2 separate regions of the Mus musculus genome follow, and region 2 is linked to region 1. The links are chromatin contacts, called in public Hi-C maps. All regions are on one chromosome and are shown on one strand. The core of a region is the stretch at or near the end of the contact, and the rest is flanking DNA. Distances in the headings are between cores, read along the strand shown.

Evidence for each region. A called contact is a pair of places that touch in the nucleus more often than the background predicts.
Region 2: a contact with region 1 is called in a Hi-C map of Th1 cells, with 3 times the contacts expected there. The contact joins two enhancer-like sites. A contact is called at or near these places in 12 of 39 promoter capture datasets (the C10 cell line, the HPC-7 cell line, cranial neural crest and 8 more), 1 of 15 datasets of contacts at CTCF or cohesin (the NIH/3T3 cell line), 3 of 484 Hi-C or Micro-C datasets (Th1 cells, bone marrow-derived macrophages and cortical neurons), 5 of 115 datasets of contacts at active chromatin or transcription factors (the 230-238 cell line, the HPC-7 cell line, embryonic stem cells and 1 more) and 2 of 9 other capture datasets (adipose tissue and pancreatic islet).

The regions. Positions count from the first base shown.
Region 1 is chr8:18,617,122-18,623,061 of GRCm38.p6, forward strand. It overlaps Mcph1 (microcephaly, primary autosomal recessive 1), which reads left to right. Exons shown (of 14, transcript NM_173189.3): 4 at 5,486-5,573. Among named protein-coding and RNA genes, the nearest start is that of Gm25763, 6.0 kb to the left of the region's middle. Within about 2 kb of position 2,655, at least 122 of the 459 cell types and tissues checked have an H3K27ac peak or open chromatin away from gene starts, as enhancers often do. A contact at or near this core is called in Th1 cells, where this site is marked.
Region 2 is chr8:18,860,920-18,866,859 of GRCm38.p6, forward strand. Agpat5 (1-acylglycerol-3-phosphate O-acyltransferase 5 (lysophosphatidic acid acyltransferase, epsilon)) reads left to right here. Exons shown (of 8, transcript NM_026792.3): 2 at 558-627. Among named protein-coding and RNA genes, the nearest start is that of Agpat5, 18 kb to the left of the region's middle. Within about 2 kb of position 2,657, at least 25 of the 459 cell types and tissues checked have an H3K27ac peak or open chromatin away from gene starts, as enhancers often do. A contact at or near this core is called in Th1 cells, where this site is marked.

The DNA.
Region 1 (5,940 bases), core at 1,405-3,904:
GTGTCCTGTCACTGATCAGTGAATTGTTAAGATGCTTGTTTTAAAGTGGGACAAAATGCGTCTTCTCTAACTAGTATGAACCAAGGCTTTCCCCAAACTCTTACCTACAAAAGATGATTGGTAATTTAATGAACTTGGGCTGATGGTCTGTGAGTTAAACAACTTTTGTAACCCAGAAGGAAGGTGGTAGTGCTTACACACCAGAACTGGTGCGGGCAGTCCATACTATCTGACCTTGTGCTTATGGTGGCTGGGATATTCTTAACGTGGTAATCGGGATCCTCAGATTCAGTCGTTCTCTGTTCAGATGAGTCCCAACCATCTCCTTTTGCTCTTCAGTAGAACAAGTTGGTACGAACTACTCTGTTAAACTCGTAACTGTGCTAGAAAAGAGGCACATACGATACACTTAACTCCTGCTCCTTTCTCACCGTTCTCACTGGGCTTTCTTGTTTTCTTTCTCCCTTTCTCTCCTATCATCTCCCACCTTCTCTCCTCTCACCATCTAACTGTATCTCAGGCTGGCCTTCAGCAGTCTTTGTGCCTCTGCCTCCCCAGTGTTGGGGTCGTCAGCGCGAGTCAGTGCATCCAGCTCTCCTGGTAGGACCATTCTGAAGCTGTGGGCTTCTGTAGGCTTAAATGTGGGCCTTTCTTAAAAGCAGCTTTGTAAAAGTGTGGCTTAAATCAAGTGTGGTGGCTCATGTCTGTAACACTAGGATCTGGGAGGCTGAGACAGGAGGATCACAGAGTTTAAGGCCAGCTTAGGCCTTCTGGCTTGTTCCAAACAACCTGGGGTACGATGCCAGACACTGTCTTTAAATGTCCCCTTTGAGTTTATAGATTGGTTTGTTATCTCATAATCACCAAAGTCAAAAGACTGGGGTTTTATATGCCAGAGTAACACCGCCCGCCCCTTTGAAGTCAGCACCTTTCTCCCCATCCTTCAGCCTGGAGCAGCCTGTGATCTGGATTCTGTAGGCAGTTCATTCCTTGATGTAGGATTTCAGGCAGATGGACTCTTCTCGCATGGACTGTTTGGCTTCCTCCACTTGAATGATAGTTTAGAGATTTCTTCATGTTTCATGCAGTAATAGTTTCCTTTGTCTAGCCAAGTAGTATCCATTGCATGTGCATACCACAGTGCATTTGCCAGTGGTGGAAATGTGAACGGTTTCCCATTTTTGGTTACTATGAATGAAGTTGTTATGGAGATTTGTGTTTGTGCCTTTCTGTGTTTTCATTTCTCGTGGTTTATCACCCAAACAAGGTGGCTGCATGGTTTTATGTTCCTCTAGCAGTGTGAGTGTTCTTTTGTTCCATGCCTTCACCCACACTTGGGATTTGTCCATCATCTGAATTTAGCAATTAAGAGTGGATACATAGCAGCCTTTCGTAAGTTCTAATTTACATACCATATAATTTTCTCAGTTAAACTATACAATTTACTGCTTTTAAACATACTCAAAGAGTTGTACAGCCATCTCCACAATTTTAAAGTATTTTGTACCTGGAGTTGAAGCCTGCACCCTTTAGCTCTCACTCCCACGTCTGAAGCCTCAGCAGCTGTTTATTCACTTCCTGCCTTTATAGTTTTCCAGTTCTGGGTATTTTTGTATAAATGCAGCTATATAGTTTGGCAATGCCTGAAGCTGCTTCTTAGCAAAATCTGTTCTGTTGTCCCTTTTATTTGCTTCCTTTTTCTGATCAAATAGTGCTTGATTGTATGAGAGTATATGCATGAGCACACAGGAACACACACAACACACGCACAAGCAAAATGCTTATTGGACTCACAATTCCAGGTTATAGCATCATGGCAGTCATGTCACTGCAGCAGGTGGATGAGAGAATTGGTTCTGTTCCATCCATGGTCAAGAGCAGGGAACATTGAATGTACATGTGTTAATAGTACTCAGCTCTGCTCCTCCCTGTTTTATGCAGTCCAGGATCTCTTTCTCAGTGAATGGTTTCATCCAAGGCAAGATATTCTTGCCTTACTCTAGACAGTCCTTTACAGACATGCCTAGGAGCCTGTCTCCTGGGTGCTGAGCTGTTAGTTCATAGTAACTATCACAGGGTAGAAGGTAGTCAGCCCATATATGTGTACCGTGTGCATACGGTGCCCACAGAGGCCAGAACAGTGCATCATCCCCGGAACTGTACAGTTACACTATAGATGATTATGAGTCACCCAGTGACTAATCCAGGTCTTTTGCAAGAGCAGCACTGCACTAACAGCCAGCCGTCTCTCCAGCCACAGGAAATTTGTCTTTAACCAGTCCCCCTCAGAGTACCCTGCTCCCACAGGCAACGTGTATGCATCTTTTGCTCACAAATGTTCTTTCTTTTTATACCACTGTACAAGCCAGTGGCTTCTGCTTGCAGTTCTGATAGGAAGTAGGTAGTTGGATCTTGTGTCCACCATGGATACAGTTCCTGTCACATAGAGCTTTTTCCCTTCCTCCTGTGCTGCCTGCCATCCCAATGTCCAAAGCTCTTGGCTTCTAGTTATCTCACATGGACATAAGAATTCCACCCTGGTGTTAGGAGAGTGGGTGTTTCTAGGCACCCATGTCCAGACATGCTCACCTGCTCCTCTCTCTTGTGCTCCCCACTCCCGCTGGGGAGGACCTGGAGTCCTTGACTTCTGCACCTCTGCTAGGCCTGGACTTCCTTTTGTTTGTTTGGTTGGTTACTTTCCAGTTCTGCAGGCAGCTCTTACCCACTCCTTGTTTTCATTAGTTTATGTCCCATTTGTTTTCTTTTACTGTTATTTTATTGGGATCTGGTGGACGAAGAGAAAATCGTGCACTTGTTCTGTCGTTTAACCCAGATGACAAAACCTGTTTTATTCCCTAAACATTGCTTAGTTATTATCTCAGGGCCCTGTTGTGCCTACTCTGTTACTGTCAATCTTCAGTGGTCCCTTGGGTACTCTCTTGCTCCTGAAACCTATTGTTTGGGTGACCTATTTGTGACACTTCCTTCAATACCTCTTTCCTTAGATAGAACCTGCAGGGGCAGGAGGTCAGCTCTTAAGCATAGCAAAATGTCCGCAGGGAGACCAGAACTCTGTGTGATGGTCTCTCATAACTGGGGTTGTCTGCCTGATCTTTCTCAAAGCATTGGTGGTATGTAGGAAAGTTACTTATTTGGTTTTTATGTTGATTTTGTATCTGTCACTTTGCTAACATGTTTATCAGGGCATTTATGCTGGAGGCTTTATGGTTCCTTAATAGATAATATCTTCTAGAAATAAGAACACTGACTTCTTCCTATGCTACTTGTATTCTTTTTATTTACCTCTCTTGTCTTATTGTTCTTTCTAAAAGTCCATTCCTCTTTTAAGGTAGGGTCTCATTACGTAACTCTGGCTGACCTGGAACTTGCTCTGTAGACCAGGTTGACTATGAACTCACTCTACCTCTGCCTGAGTGCTGGGATTAAAAGCGTGAAGCACCATGCCTGGATTTATAGTTTGTATTCTTTCACTTGAAATATATACATGCTCAAGTGGGACTGGTTTGTAGGAAGATGGAAGTGTCATTCCTTCCTAGTGGATTGTGAGTGTTGTGAACTATCTATAGACAGATGGCAGCAGCCACAACTGCCAGAGAGGCTTGCTGCAAACATTGTAATTTTGTAAATATTATTATTATTATTATTATTATTATTATTATTACAAGTCATTCCTGTAACTTCAGTAACTGTTTAGAGATGGTGAAGCTGAGGTAGGCTGTATATGTGGAGATTCTAAGGTGGACCATAAGGACAGGGAGATAGGCTGGTAGATGTGGAGACACTAAGGTGGGCCATAAGGGCTGGTAGGTGTAGAGACACTAAGGTGGGCCATAAGGACAGGGATGAGCTAGATCGACTGGGGAAGTAGTGAGTGAGATTAGATAGAAAGGATGGGCCTGTGTCCGTGAGGATCAACAGGATAGATTATAGCTACAGAGGGTCAGTTAAGAGGAGGAGGGTGTGGAGAAGAGAGGAAATGAGGTAGGAATGAGAGGAGAGACTGGGCTATGCACAGAATAATTATTATCGTACACTATCAAAGTCAAAGCAAGACCATGAAAACATATTTATGCAGGACGGAGAGATGGCTCAGAGCACTGGCTGTTCTTATAGGGGACCTGGGCTCAATTCCCAGTACCCACAAGGCTCTACTCATAGCTGTCTCAGGCCCTCTTCTGGTCTCTATGGATACAATGCAAACAAATGGTGCACAAAAAACCATGCAGACAAAACACTTGTACCCATAAGATGAAATAAAAATAAATGTAAAAAGACATTTGTGGAACTTGAAAAACAAAGACAGTGAAAATACTGTTAGAATTATCATATATGTCAGTCAATGTTTCTGCCCTGGAGGGATGGGTTTTGAGTCCCTCCCCTCCCTATGATGTCTCAGGTAGCAGCAGACTACTAATGAGAGAGGTGCTGCTTGTTGTTCTAGTTCATACTTTCAAACCCCATTTGTGAGGATGCAGTGTCCTAGAGAATTTAAAACCAAACCAAACCAAACAAAACAGTTACCTTTGGGACCAAGTTTCCGCCCTTTTGCCAGTAGGTGTCACACCCTCCTTGCATTTTCCCAGCCCTCTTCGCAGAATGGTGCTGTTGGGAAATTTCCCTGTCCTTGTTCCACGCGTGCGAGATGGTGACACTTCCCACTGGGTTGGCTGAATTTGAATATCAGCTACTGGTGTAAGCACGCCTGTGCAGTTGTATGCCTTGTTATCTGGGTATCCCCTTCATGCCTGGGCTCTGGCTGCCTGTTGCTGTGTGCTTCCATGTCCGCTTAGTTTTACATCTGGCCAGTGATTACTCACTTCTGAGCTGGGCAGAAATTTCCCATGACCAGGAGGTCAGTCACCTGTGGAGTTTGGAGGGTGCTTCCCTCCTGGAGAAGTACTTCCAGGATGCCCATGTACAGTCTCACTTCAGGCTTGCTCTGATGTGTGACACATCAGCCACTGTCTCCACAGCCTGTTGATCTTGAACCCATCAGCCTGGGTGGATATTCTAACCCCTGGTTGTGTCTCAGAAGCCTGCCCCACCTCTCTCCAGCTGGATGGTTCCTGCATCTCCGTGTAGGGAATGTAGGGGTGTGGGGAATGCTGATTCTGTCTTGGCAATGCTTGGGATTGAACCCAGTTTGTCACATGTGCTGTATAAACACCCCAACATGCTCTCAGTCACTGGGGAGATCCTTGAAATACATCCACCTTCCTCATTCCCCAAGTGCTTGGATTACAGGTGTGTACTAATATGCCTGGCTTTCTTCTGCTTTTGCATTGGACAGAGAAGACCATGTAAAGAAGACTTTGGGAAATCTAATATATACTAACTTATATTTTGCATGTACTATAGAAGTATATTAGCTTTGAACCTGCTGTCTGATAGATCCCCAGTTCTTAGGTTGCATGTGTATAGCAAAGACAGTTGCTCACTGGGCTACCTTGTCTTGGTTCTACAGATGCAGGATGGCTGGAGCACTTGTTGATGAGTCTTTGTTCCCTGCAGTGAATACCGATGAACATCTACCAAACTTAAGTAGAAAAAAAGTAAGTATGTGATTTCTTTGAGGACAGGGTGGTTTTGAATGTATGAACCCTTGTATTTTTATTCCTACAAATTATACTTGCACAAATATGTTCTGAGTATCTTAAGCATGCCAATGAGTTCATTGCTATTTTTGCATAAAATTTCTAGATAACTGTAGAGGATTTTTGTATTTTAGTTTTTTGTTCTTTTCTTTAGTTTATGAATGCTTTGGTGTAATCTATAGGAAATGGAAAAGATTGTAGTTAGCCTTGAGAAATTAAAATGTGCCCCAAGGCTAGGCAGCCTTTAGTTGCTTTGTTGTTTCTTTTCTTTTTTATTACATTTTTATTTTATGTGTTTGTGTGTTTTGCCTACTATATCTCTGTC
Region 2 (5,940 bases), core at 1,407-3,906, 240 kb after region 1:
TGATGTTCCAGCTCACAGGGACCTCTGGCCTCCCTGTTGTACTCCCCTGGCTCCTTAGCCTGCATTTTTGTTCAGCACACAAGTGGACTAACACAAGACTCCAGCACACAGCTTTCATTTGGTCTTATGCTCAGAAACCCTTTCCTCTCATTTGCTAAAATATATCCAACGGACACAGTAGCTCTCCATTTTACAAATCCTTAAAATATAGAGTATGTTCATAATATTTGCGTTATTTCCCATTATGTTATTATGTATATGTCCATCTCTTCCGCTGGACTGTAGAGCCTTATATATTATTAGTGATCAATAACTTCTTGTGGATTTTTCTTACAGGGATATCAATCATTCTGTCTTACTTTATGATCATTAACCTGTCCTACATTTAAGTACTTTATAAGTATGAGCTATTTATAGTGTGTGGGGCTCCCAAGAGAACTCTGATGTTTGTTAGTCATGGATAGAGCTAGTTACATTGTGTCCTTGTCTGTTTCCTTTCACATTCTTTTTTTTTTTTTAATTGTCAAAGTCATGATTCTTTTTGTTTTCTCTTTTAGATATTGCTATATGGAGATTTGCCAAAAAATAAAGAAAATGTAATATATCTAGCGAATCATCAAAGCACAGGTTTGTATTTCATTTGATGAAATTTGGGTTTTTCTAGAAATGGTAAATGAGCATTAATATGTACACACACATACACACAAACACACATATGTACACACACATATGTTTTAAAGACAGGATTTCATGTGACCCAGAATGGCCTCATACTCTCTGAGTAGCTGAGAATGATTTTAAGCTTGTGACACACCTGCCTTCATCTCCAAGGTACAGGAATTGCAGGTGCTTTCTTTGTATGCTTAGCTTATGTGGTGCTGGGCATCAAACCCAAGGCTTCATGCAAACTAGGCAAGCACTGTCCCATCTGAGCTACATCCCCAGCCCATCAAAATGATATTTTAAGGTTATTTATTTAATGAGTTTTATCACGTGTGTGTGTATCTGTCTGTGGGTTTGAGCTTGTGAGTACACATGCCTGTGGAGGCCAGAAGAAGAACACCAGATCTTCCCTGGAGCTTGAGTTGCAGGTAGCGATTAGTTATCCTGGATGGATTTGGGGAACTAAACTGGGGTGCTTTGAAAGAGAAATATGTACTCTTAACTGCTGGGCTTTGTCTCCAGCCTTTAAAATATTAATCTTATATATTTAAGTAAACTAAGCTAGCTTTTGTTTTTAACATAAATTTGCTGTGGATTTTGAATCTGGCTTGCAATTTTATTTTACTTTTTTGGTGGGGAGGGTAAGGTTAGTAATGTGAAAGGTATGGTTTTTGTCCAGGCTTCTCTTCTTCCCTATTTCTCAAAATAACCCTTTAGTTTATTTGGTTTTCTGTCTCTACGTTATATTTTCTAGAATATATATATATATATACACACACACACACACACACATATATATACATATATATATACACACACACATATATAGTGGGATTGGTGGACCCAAGTGTATACATTTTAATTCTTAATTCTACATCTAGCCTTTTATTTACTCTGAGACATATTCTTGCTCTGTTGCCCAGGCTGGACTCAAACTCAAAATTCTCCTGCCTCCGTCTCTGGAGTGATGGATCACAGTTGTATGCTGCCACTGTTTGCACTCTAACTGTGTAGTTGTTAAGCTGCTTATTGGTATGCTGGTGTCTGACTGCTCATTTCCTGGACACAGTGCTGTTATAATTAGCTGTAGTTCCTGTTGCTCTTTAATCCTGGTAGCTTAATTCTAACTTGCTATTTTTCCGTCAGAGAAGGCACAAGACTAGTTTCCAGTATAGAACTGTATTTACTTCCAATCAGGTCAAATATATATATATTTGTTTGTTTGTTTGTTTGTTTTGTTTTGTTTTGTTTGTTTGTTTTTGAGACAGGGTTTCTCTGTATAGCCCTGGCTGTCCTGGAACTCACTCTGTAGACCAGACTGACCTCGAACTCAGAAATCCACCTGCCTCTGCCTCCTGAGTGCTGGGATTAAAGGCGTGCGCCACCATGCCCGGCGGGTCAAATATTTAAAACTACCTCTTTTTGAATGATTATTGATGAATTGTGAATTATGCTGCTAGTCCTGCGGTCCCTTCATGAGGGTCCTCCCCATGAGGCACCTCACAGGTACAGGGCCCAGCCAAGAGGCCAAATGATTGCCTAAAGTGTGCTTTCATTCTCCAAATAATTCACCTCATCCAAAATCCCACTTCCTATATTTTCTAAACCACGGCCACGTTGTGTGCATCCGTTCTATGGTTCGTTTGATTGCTTTGACAAGCTCAGGACCTAGCATCCCAAAGCTAACAGAACCCAACCGTTAGGATATTCTGAATGGAAGGTCACTTGTGCTGATGGCTTTTATTTTCCTCCCACCCCCATTTGGTTGGGATTGTAGCTCTTGATACCGCACCCCCAACACACACACAGACACCCGGACCATAGCTAACACAGAGGTAAAGGAGCTGAAACACGTTTTTCTCTGTGTGACACACTGGAAAACTGATGAAGCTCCAAAGCTTGATAGGGATTTTGATATCAGATGTATTATCCTGGGTCATGTTCGTGAGACTGGCTCAGACTCTGCATTTGACTTTGAGTCGAACCACAGAGTGGCCCAGAGTGACTCTCTGCTTCTAGCCAGCCTGTCTGACACACTGGCTGGCCCTCCTCACCACAATCTGACCTCATGCTGGTGAGGGGAATTTTTACCTGGCTGGCCCCCAGGACAGGGCATGGGCCATGGCAGCATCCTGTCGCAGTTCTGTTGTTCAGAGGTGGATCCCACTGCAGGAAACTAGAGTTTCCCATCAATGTCTTTCTTCTCAGTTTTATGGAAATAACCTTTCCTTAATGGAACTGTAATCCTACAAGGACAGGTGGGACCATGTACTCTTGCTCTCCTGTGGGTCTCACAGTAACAGGGCGGCTGAAGGCATGGCTGTGGTTGCCTTTGCCTTCCTTTAGAGCAGGCTTCCAGGAAAGCACTGTGAGTAAGCAGCAGGTAACAGTTCCTACTTGGTGTTTGAGATCTGAAGATAACGTGGCAAGCAAGAGGCTAAGCCAGTTCCTTTCTTAGTTTAGAGAGACATTTCTTGACTCTGCCTCCAGGTGACCTCCTCTAGGTCTGATAACAACCAGCCTTTGGGGTTTGAGAACATTCTTGTTTTTTGTTTTTGGCAACTTGAAAAAAGTACCCAGAGCCTTTGCATGTTAAGCAAGAACTCTTCTGCCTAGACAAGCAACTGTGCAACACACACAGACACAAGCAAGCAGCTCAACCTAAGCATGCTGCATTCCAAATGCCTTTAAGAAGCCCACAAGTTGGGAACATACCAGAGGAATGACTGAACTGCGTTAGAATTGCATGTTAGTCTACGTGATGGAAGAAGGCATGGAGTCTTCTCTAATAAAACTGCTCATGGAAGACTTTGCATGAATTCCAGGCTTCCAGAGGGTTCAAACCAGCAACCCAAGGTGGATTTGGTTCCTGGGGATGACATATTTAGGTAAAGAGAGCTTAAGAATCAGTCTCTGAAAGTGTAATTTACAGAAAGTGTTCTGGGACTGCTGTTGGTTCAGCCTGTTCACTCTCACTCTGTTCACTCTGGCCTGATGCTCATGAAGAGTTGACCTTTACCTTAGTCTCAGTTGCTGCTTTTACTTGGTATCCTGCTGTGTCTACATCCTTGCTGCTTCTAACTTGTCTGCTTTCAACACTGTTCGCCTTTAAAATTCATTCCTTTTCATTTCCTGTCTGATAGAGTATATGGTTCAGTAGATGGCTGTAAAGCTGAGGGCTCTGCATTCTGGGAGACCCTGCTCATGTGTGCTGCTTCTGTGTGTTCTCTGCCAGTGGGCAGAGCACCCAGGCTCTCTGAGCCTGCTGGTTGGGTCTGAATGATATCTATTGATAGAAGCTTTAAGGCAGTGTACATATAGTTCCACTCAAAAACCCAGTGCAGTGCCTGGCATATGGGTGACATTTAGCAGTACTGTGAATGATGGTGGGGATAGCCCAGTGCTGGATTCATGGGCATAAACCCTTATGTGTCATCCCATAACACTAAGAATTGGTGAGACACGACTGTACAGACGAGGAAAGTAAGGTTTATTTGCCTGTTCTCCTCTCTTCAAGTTACTGAAAACATGGCTTATGGCTAGATAAGCCTCATGGCTAGATCACTGCTAAAGAGTCCTGACAACCAAATTAAATTATTCTTGCCAAAACACAAAATACAGATATCCATGTGAATGTAATACATTCCCTTACATATTTTAATCCAGCGTTATCTCGGAAGCAGTGTGCATAAGTAGAGAACAGTATTGAATCTATATTGTATTCTTTGACTGTACTTATTTTTTTTTATTTGGGATAAGGTCTTACCATATAACCCCAGCTGGCCTTGAACTTACCATATAGACCAGTCTGGCCTTGAACTCACAGAGATTTGCCTGCCTCAGCCTCCTCCAACTCTGAGATTAAAGGCCAAACTTGCCACCATTCCTGGCTTGTAAGTTACTTCTTAAGTGTTGTTACTAAAATTTTTAAATTTAAGGTTATGGTGTAGGATAGTTTATCTTGGATGCATGACATATTTAAAAATATTTATATATTCTCTTAATAGTTTTTAGAAGGTATACCGGACTCCAAAATATAACTGCTTATTTAAATATAAAAACAGATTTATTGTTCCATAAGCTTAAAAATTAAAGTCTCAGGAAAAGATACCAAACTTGGCTTTTACCTATTTATCTCATTTATACCCAGAATATTCACTGGCCAGCAAACTCTGTAGAGCAGTGATTCTCAACCTGTGGGTCACAACCTATCCTGCTTATCAGATAGTTACATTATGAATTGTAACAGCAGCAAAATCACAGTTACGCAATATCAACAAAATAATTTTATGGTTGAGGGTCACCATAACGTGAGGAACTGCATTAAAGGGTCACAGATTTAGGCAGGTTGAGAGCTATAGCCACATAGAGCCTTTACAGGGTTCATTCTCGTTGTTTCTATAGAAAACGTTTATATTAGATAACTTTCTCACAGACTTGGTTATATTTCCAAGAGATAGCTGTTTTATAATCCCTACTCTAAAACAATTAAGATTTTTCTAGAAAGTTGATTATTCACGTGTAAAGAGATAAAATTCTAGGATATTTCATTTGTATATGCATTATGAAAAAAATTTAAATGGTCAAGAATTATGCGATAGCTGTGGAAAAGTGCCCCATTTTAACACACTTTGAACTCCAGGCTTTATACTGCAGTTTGTTTGTTGTTCCTCCCCCGCCCCATCCCCAACTTTCTTTCATGCTAGGACAGAACCCAGGGCCATGCACGTGATTAGAATATACTCCTTCACTGAGCTGCACCCCCCCCCCCCCAGTTCTTTTATTTTATTTTTTATTTTGCGACATTGTCTCACTAAGTTACCTGGGTAGGCCTTGAACTCATGATCCTTCTGCTTCAGTCTCCGAAGTAGCTGGGATTAGAGGCCTGTGCTGTCAGCCTGGATGTAAGAGTTTGTTGTTGATTTAAATTAGATATTGTCTCCTCTAATTAACTCCATTTGTTGTCATTTTCATGGCCCTGAGTACACTTCAACAGCATCCCTGTTCATATCCTTGAATTCTTCTCTAAATCCTAGCAGACCTTTCCTGATCTTTCATTTTCTGTTCACATGGAAGGTACCTGCAGCCATTTATTCTCAAGTCTTCAAATATTCTGCTTCTCAGGACACTTTCTTATTTCTTTGTATTTCACCATAGAAGTTTTGCATGACCTCAGGCATATAAGAACAATATAATCAAACACTGACTGATAATAAAGAGTGGAGAGATTTTTATATTTTTTTGTTTTTTTGTTTTTGTTTGTTTGTTTGGTTGTTT